Linked DNA regions of Sus scrofa: region 2 is linked to region 1. A link is a contact called in public promoter capture Hi-C data. All regions are on one chromosome and are shown on one strand. The core of a region is the stretch at or near the end of the contact, and the rest is flanking DNA. Distances in the headings are between cores, read along the strand shown.

The links. Promoter capture Hi-C pulls out the DNA fragments that hold promoters and counts their contacts.
Region 2: a contact with region 1 is called in a promoter capture Hi-C map of liver, with 3 times the contacts expected there. The contact joins the promoter of LOC100626731 here to the promoter of LOC100738134 in region 1. A contact is called at or near these places in 2 of 5 promoter capture datasets (fetal liver and liver) and 2 of 47 Hi-C or Micro-C datasets (embryonic fibroblasts and heart right ventricle).

The regions. Positions count from the first base shown.
Region 1 is chr13:27,928,813-27,933,124 of Sscrofa11.1, forward strand. It overlaps LOC100738134 (zinc finger protein 502), which reads left to right and starts at 2,077. Exons shown (of 3, transcript XM_021071740.1): 1 at 2,077-2,203. The coding sequence starts at 2,128.
Region 2 is chr13:27,825,772-27,830,083 of Sscrofa11.1, forward strand. It overlaps LOC100626731 (zinc finger protein with KRAB and SCAN domains 7), which reads right to left and starts at 2,590. Exons shown (of 2, transcript XM_013990091.2): 1 at 2,504-2,590.

The sequences.
Region 1 (4,312 bases), core at 827-3,326:
TTGCCTGCAGCTCTAAGCCACATTTGCCAATATCAGCTTTTCAGGAATAAAGATGCTATACCGGTCTTCATATAGTTTATTTGTCAATTGAGCAGAAAATTACACTAACAGCTAACACTTATCTAGCTAACACTTTACACACATATTTTTAATTCTAAAAACCTCACGATAAAATAGATACTATAGCATTAACCCATTCTACATATAGGAAAACTGAGGCACAGAGAGGTCAAATAACTGCTGGTGGTGGAGGCAGTCTGGCCCCAGTGCTATGCTGCTTCTTAAAAGAGAGGTGTTTCTTGGGTTTGCTCAAATCCCAATACAGTCTCATATTCCCCATCTAGAATATAAAGGTGACTCTATTTTTTTTTTGCTATATATTACTGTTTTTATTTTCTTCACCTTGTTCAGGTATTGAGACCAATGTTGAAAAGGAGGATTTGATTCTGGAGGAAACTGAAAAAATTATTCAGCAAACTCCAAGTTGAGATTCCAGAGGGCTGTACAGTGGGGAAGCCAGAGAAGGCGGAGGGCCAGCAGGGCAATCTGAAGAGTCTGCAGATGAGTAGATGAGGATAGACTTATTAATGACTTTTTTTCAATTGCAATTTTTAATTCAAAGGGAATACAATTCAGGAATTTATTGATTTAATGTATGTAGAATCTTTATATGATTGATGCTACAGATAGAGTTGTGCATAATCATTCTTCTTACCTCTTTGTTTTTCTTACCTCTTTTCAAGTACCTCTCTTGTGAATGAGTGTGTTTTCATTTTATTCTGAAAAAGTAGGCCCAATGCAAGACTGATGACTGATATATTTTTATTCCAGAGGGCATGTTATTCTACTTCCTTGCATGGTACATTTCTAATCTTGTTCCCTTTTCATCAAGGTGTACATGAAAGGGAAAAAAACTTTCTTGCCTGCAGCAAGAATCGCTATACATGTACTAAGTTCCGCAAGGCCTTCAGCCAGAGCTCCACTGTCATTGTGCACCTGAGAATTCACCAGGGGGAAGAGCCATGTGGGTGTTGGGGGAGTGTGGGAAGGCCTTCATGTGCGGCTCCCACTTGATCTAGCACCAGACAGTGCACAATGGGGTGAAGCCAGCCCTACTTGTGCCCCTGAGTGTGGCAAGGCCTGCAGCTGAAGCCTTTGCCTCCTGGTATCCTGTTGGAGCCACTCAGGCATGCAGTCCTATCCTTCTCCCCAGTGTGGGAAGGCCTTTGGCCAGAGCTCCCACCTCCTCTTCCACCAGACTGAGACAGGCTGGGATCTGGGATCCTTTGCTTCAGTGCTTGCCGCTGGACAAACATCTTCTGGAGCAACAAAATAAACTACAAGGGACTGAAAATAGTTGGGTGCATGCACACTTGGGGCAAATTATGGCAAGATAAAAAAAAGCAAAAACCCAACCGCCACCGGAGCAAAAGGGTATTGGGAGCAAAAGCAGGGTATTGCACAGGCACCCTGCACACACCACCACCAAAGGGGTGGGCAGCCCTCCTAAATCATCCCTCCTTCCCTATCCTGGATCAACCCTTGCCCTCACTCCATATAAGGAACCAGTTCAACCCCCCTTGGGGAGGGAGCAAAGGAACATGTAACTTGTTTTCCCTCCCTCCTACTGCTGCAGGTGCCCCAAATTAAGCCTTTCCTGCATTTCTTGTCTGGCTTATCAATTTCTATTGAATGGAAAGGTGGAGAACCCTGGCTGGTAACAGGACCACTCATGCCTGGAAGAAACACCAGCTGGTTTCCTTGGTCAGAGCCCATTGCTGAGGTCAAGGTTCTTAATCAGGAGCTTTTTTTAAAAAATAATAATCCCTTACTGATATGGCCCCTTCTGACCCCCACCTAGCACTCTTTCCAACCCTAACGCCCCCGTCTACAGTTTTCTTGTGGCATCAAGTGATCACTGTGTTCTGGGCCAAAGCGGTCTTTCATGGGACAGCGAGAATGCCACGTGGCTTGGAGAAAAAACAGTCAGGGATCGCCTTCTCTACGGTTGCCATAGAGATGCTCCTCCCAATTCCTAGAGAGGCAGTCACAGGCGGCTCTAGATGCGATCCACGGGGCCGCTGGTGACGCACTACCGGCCGCGCCACTGCTCTTACGGCCCGGCGGATGAGCCTGCGCCGTAGGTTTTCCTGTACGTCTGGAAGCCTGGTTGCCGCCCCGCGGGGAGCGCCCGGACCTCACGGTGAGCGGGCGGGGCCCAAGTGAGGGGAAAGTAGTGGCTCCTGGCCCGCCTCCACCGGGGCGATGGGCACAGGCTTGTGTAGGAAGCCCACCAGGACGTTGTTCTCCCCGGATTGCTGCCTCTGCCGGCGGCCTGACCTGTCTTGCAGCTTCATCCCTGCACTCTCCAGGCCTGGCACAGAGGACACGCCTAAGGATGGTGGAGTGAATGAATGAATGAATGAATGTTGATTGAGTGGGGGATAAATGATCAAGAGCTAGGACCCATGTTCGAAACGAAATCCCGGCAGCCATAGTTCTTCTGAATACCAGCCACTTCCCTCAGCTGCAGCTCAAACTGACTTAAGAGGAGAAGGCAAATAGTGTAAAGAGCACTGGCTAGGAAGTCTGGAGACCTGGGTTATAATTCCCCAGGGTACAGAGGCGATTTCTTCATCTCTAAAGTTGGACTGTCACTGCCTTCTTTTCTCTACAAAGCTCAGTTCATGGCATGTACATGTTAGCACTTATGAAAACGTTAATGTCTAACAGAAAAAATTTACTATCCATTACTTGCCAAATATTACATATAATTTAGAGGTGGGAATACAAAGTGAGTGACCTCGGAGCCTTGCCAAATGGGAAGAGGCTTCCATTGTAGTGTTAGAACATAGATATGTCAGCAGATTTCTGTGATAATTTAAGCCACTTTTATTTGTCACTTACCATGTACCAGGCACTGTTTGAAGCAGTTGTGTACTAACTAGTTTTTAATGAGGAAATTGAGGTGCGGAGAGACTAGATGGCTTATACAAGGACACATTGCAGCTAAGTGACCCAAGGCAGGAAAAGATGCAGCAGCCTGGATGAGTTCATTACCTAGGGCCGACAGGCAAGTCAAGAAGGGCTTCAGGAGTTCCCACTGTGGCTCAGCAGGTTAAGAACCCGACCTAGTATCTATGAGAATGCAGATTCAATTCTTGGCTTTGCTAAGTGGGTTAAGGATCAAGCATTGCCCCAAGCTGCGTAAGTTGCGCAGATGCAACTAGGATCTGATGTTGATGTGGCTGCGGCTTAGGCAGGCAGCTGCAGCTCCAATACAGCCCCTGGTCCGGGAACTTGCATTTGCCGCGGGTGTGGTCCTAAAAAGAAAAAAAAGAAAGAAAATGATAATTGTAAAAAAAAAGAAAGACTTCAGAGAAGGTACATTTAAGTGTGGTCTTATTGAAAGAATTGTGGTTTCATATTTTTGAAGAACCCCACCTGACTCTTCTAGAATCCATCAGCAAATTCTAGAGGGGTAGGGCAGTGGCAGCAGGGTGAAAACTTACAAGACATGAGAAGGAAACTGGATCCCTGTTAGTTTTAGCAAGATGAGGGTGGAAATATATATACACACACACACACACACACATACACATGCATACGTACACATACATACACATCCCTTTCCATAATACCTATTTCCTCCAGTGTAGATTCAGATAGGTCCTTTTAGCATTTTAAAATCACCAACAGATTATTCCACTTTATGCATTTGTGGAAGCACCTGTACATTTCCCTTCTGTGTAACTTAAAGGCCAAGGTGTCAGCAAACTAAGGCTCTTGGTCTATATTTGGTCTACCACCCGTTTTTGTAAAAGAAATTTTTTTTTTGTCTTTTTGCTATTTCTTTAGGCCGCTCCCGCGGCATATGGAGGTTCCCAGGCTAGGGGTTGAATCGGAGCTGTAGCCACTGGCCTACACCAGAGCCACAGCAACGTGGGATCCGAGCTGCGTCTGCAGCTCACGGCAATGCTGGATCATTAACCCACTGAGCAAGGGCAGGGACCGAACCCGCAACCTCATGGTTCCTAGTCAGATTCGTTAACCACTGCGCCACGACGCAACTCCTGTAAAAGAAATTTTATTAAAACACACAGCCAAGATCACTTGTTTACACATTGTGTAGTTCTGTTTTTGAACTATAGAGGCATAGTTTGCTAACTTTTGGCATAGGCGAACAACTCAGATGATCTAAGACTAGAAAAGACTGGTAGTCACCAACCTGTCCTCCAATATAATGATGCCTAACCCCTGTTGACTCCCCGCTATGTGGCAGATACCTTTATAAATGCTTATGTGAATTAAC
Region 2 (4,312 bases), core at 1,340-3,839, 100 kb before region 1:
GTATTCTCATGTTTTTCCTGACAGTGAGAGGGTACATAAGGTGTATTTTATACACTGATAATAAGCCAACAAGTTACTATGATAATTGCTGCTAAAGAAAGATTGCTTCCAGTACATATTTAAAACATTAAAATATTTATACCAATCTGCCAATTAAGAAATGAGCTCAACCTAATGTTCAAAATTTTATTTCTAAATACCATTCTATAATAAGCAAAACCAGGAATCCTTGGTTCCAGGGCTTGAGGAAGTGAAAATACAAGATGAGAATCTTGTGGTGTCTAGAAATCAGGGAAAAACACTAAAAAGAATGGGAGCATGTATGGGGAAACAGGAGGCAATTTGGAAGAGCTCCCAGTGGCCAAAGAAAGACTAAGGTCAGCCACAAAATAATTAACATTACACTGCATTATAACCAAAAAATAAACACCCAACATCACATACCCACGTATGATATAATTAAATTAAGTTTTTAAATGGGAGAGGAGGCACAACTCTTCCTCACAAAGATTTCCAGTTAATACATGTAGAAGAGAAAACAGAAATGAATGGCACCTAGAAGAACAACACAGCAATAACTGCTGCACACAAGATCCGCCAAAAAATGCTAATTAGTGGGTGAAAGTTGAGGAGAAAGGCTCTTTCTATGCAAAGTCTCAAAGTAAGTGATAATTCCTCAAAATAACTAATAATTACAAAGGAAAGACAGTAATTTTACAGCGAGGAAACTTGCCAAAAATAGTGGATCAAGATTAAAACTACCAGTAAAAAGACATTTCGACATCATCCTCCATTTCAGAAGAACACCTGACAAAACCAAAATATTCCCATCTTTTCAGCTTACTTTTTGAACCAAAATTTGTCTGCCTTTCTTCAGCATTAAAGTCAACATGTAAAAGCAACCTCATTTGCCAGTCTCTGAATAGTACACAGATGTATACATGTGTATAACAAAACCACCACCTCTTTGTAAAATAAACAACCTAACATCAAGGAGTTTTCAGCTTGGAACTTGAGACAACTTGAAAGAGGACTGTGTTCTTTTCCTTGCCACCACTCTTAGAAAGGAGAACATTCTCTTATTTCTTAAGTCTATACAAGTCAAAAGACAGTAGAGTGGTTTTAGGTTAATGCTGTTACTTGTGCTTAAAAACTGCATTTTAGGGAGTTCCCGTTCTGGCTCAGTGGTTAACAAATCTGACTAGGAACGATGAGGTTGCGGGTTCAATCCCTGGCCTCGATCAGTGGGTTAAGGATCTGGTATTGCCATGAGCTGTGGTGTAGACCGCAGATGCAGCTCAGATCCCACATGGCTGTGGCTGTGGTGTAGGCCAGCGGCTACAGCTCTGATTAGACCCCTAGCCTGGAAACCTCCATATGCCGCGAGTGCGGCCCTAGAAAAGCCAAAAAAAAATGCATTTTATATATACTAGCCTCTCATTTTGAAAAGAAATATAATCACCTTTGCTATTTTTCCACATAATGTCATTTGCTCAGCATTTACTGCTTCATGTAATGTGTATTATACAAAACAAACTGCAAACTAAATGGTGTGTTTTTTGTCTTTGTTTTGTGTTTTTAGTGCCGCAGCTACCACATATGGAGGTTCCCAGGCTAGGGGTTGAATCAGACTGTAGCCACTGGACTATGCCACAGCCACAGCAACATCAGATCCCAGACACTTCTGGGACCTAACCACAGCTCAGGGCAACACTGGATCCTAAACCCACTGAGCAAGGCCAGGGATAAAACCTTCATCATCATGGATGCTAGTCGGATTCGTTTCCTGCTGAGCCACGATGGGAACTCCAACAAAATGTTTTAATTATACTTGCAAATATATGTCCCAGTGGTGTCATAATGCTGGTACCAATTTTAACGAATATATGAACAAAAGCATTCCAGAAGTTCAAGATATAATTTTCAAAAATCAATAATATGAATGTACTTAATGATACTGAATTACACACTTTAAAACAGCGTATAAACAGTATACATGAATAGGCTAAAATAGTAAATTTTCATGGATCATACGGTAAATGTCATGAACATATAATCACAGTATTGTTTTATTACGATACTAAAAAAAGTTTTTAAAAGAAATGTATGACCCTATTTCATAATAAAAAACATATGTACGAGAGTTTGCATAATCATGCACAAATTTTAAAAGGTGTCCAGGAAGCCTCCAGAGGAAAACATTAAATGATTGCAGTTACTTTTACTTTTCTTGCGCTCACCCACGTCACCCAATTATCTGTAATGAGTACGCTTTGTTTTCATAATTGGGAGAAATGCTAAAACACAGAAACCCTTACTCCAAATTCTCTCCCCCTGTTCCAAAGCGCAGGCAGCTACGTCTTCATCTAGGCAGGTTGGGCTCCCAGGCCAGACCTTCGCCCCAGGAGCAGCCTCCCGCGGAGCCTCCCTCTCACGCCTCACCCCAAACTCCCCCGCCCACAGGGCAGCCCCCAACGCGACCCTCTCCCCGCCAGCCGCTCACCGCCTCCCCGGCTGGGAGACTCTCAGTCGGCTAACCAAAAGTGGCAACCCCCGCCAGTCGGCCGGCGCTTAGCTCTCCCCTGGCCCTAACGCGCAAGCGCGTCGGCACCGAGCGCTTCCAGGCCTCTCTAGGAAGCTGGGAGGACCAACGTCTTGGCTTCTCCCCCAGGATCCAGGGCCAAGTCCAGGGGCTTAGCCCCACAGCCCACACACTTAACTCGCGGGATTCCTGCCTTCTGTTAGTGCCCCAGAGCCCTATCAGCCTTGGCCTGTCTTCTCACATCCCTCTCAATGACTGTGCAGGATTTCCCTCTGGGGCTTCCTCCCCCAAGGAAAGAATGGGATCAAAACACTTAGGGATCCCTGTTACTGACCAAGGTGCTTAGGCTTCCTTAATCAATAGAAACCGATATGAGGTCAGACAAATTCAGGCAAGTTTTTATTTGGGCCCATGCTGCAGCAGATGGGGGGGCGGGGGGCAGAGCGAAAACAAGCAACTTTGCTTACTCCTGGAGAAGGGGGCAAGATGGGAGGATGGCTTAGGTGTCCTGCCAACCTCCTGGGGGGGGGGGCGGGGGAGCTGCTGTATGCTGGAGGCTTGGGTGGTACTCTGCTGTTGCTCAGGCTCTTAAAAGTGGCAGTTGGGTTTTTTGGTCTTTTTTGTATCTTGTTGTCCATCTCTTGCTCCAACTGCCCTTGCATGGTTATTTTTAGTCCCATATAATTTCTTTGTTTTTTTTTTTGTTGTTGTTGTTTTTGTTCTATTGCTAGAGGAGATGTTTGAGTAGATTATGGACAACAAGATACAAAAGATACAAAAAGACCAAAAAATCCAACTGCCACTTCTGAAGAGCCAGGAGCTAAAGCAGGATGCTATGTATGCCCGCTGCACACACCACCATGAAAGTAAACTACCTAAGCCACCCCTCTGACCCAAACCCTGGACCTGCCCCTACCTTCACCTCATGTAAAGAACAGGCTCACCTCCACCCTCAGGGAAGCCTCCCATAGTGCTGCTCAGATTTTCTTAAGACATGGCCGTGGGCTTACCTCAATGTGAGTGATCTCAGAAAGAGCTGAAATGTATACTCAAGGCCTTTGGAAATGACACATCATCACTTCTGCCTTATTCTATTTGTTAGAAGCAAGTCACTAAATCCAACCCCCACTAATGGGGAAGGAAATTAAGTTCCATCTCTTGAAGGTACAAGTAGCAAAAAATTGTGGACATATTTGAGTCTGATCAACATATTCTAGATTAGTCAACAGTGGTGAGAAGGATTTCGGTTTCAAGTAATTCTGCATGTTGGATAACCTGAAAATGAGCCCTCCTGCATGGAGATGGAGAGATTGAAAATATGAAAGAGATTTAAAGAGACATAGAGGAAGGAATGCAAAGGTCTCATTTATTAGAAACTACAGAAAAGAATAAGATATAACTGGGTATGTTTAAAGATAGAATAGCTGGTAATTTGCCAAAATTGTTGAAAAGCTGGAATCCTTAGAATGAGAAGTTCCTAGAGTCAACATATCCCAAAGAGGATAAATAAATATAAATCTACACCTAGAGACATTAGAGTGAAATTGCAAGACATCAAAGGTAATAAGGAGATCCTATAATCAAACAAAAATAAAAGGACTTCCTACAAAGTAACTACAATTAAACAGACAAAGTATTTCTCAACAAGACAATAGAAGCCAGAAGATAATGCAGTGTCTTCAAAATGCTTTAAAATAGGGTCAGCAAAATACAGTCTGTAATGGAATATGACTCCTCTTTTTTTTTTTCTTTAAACTGCACCTGAGGCAT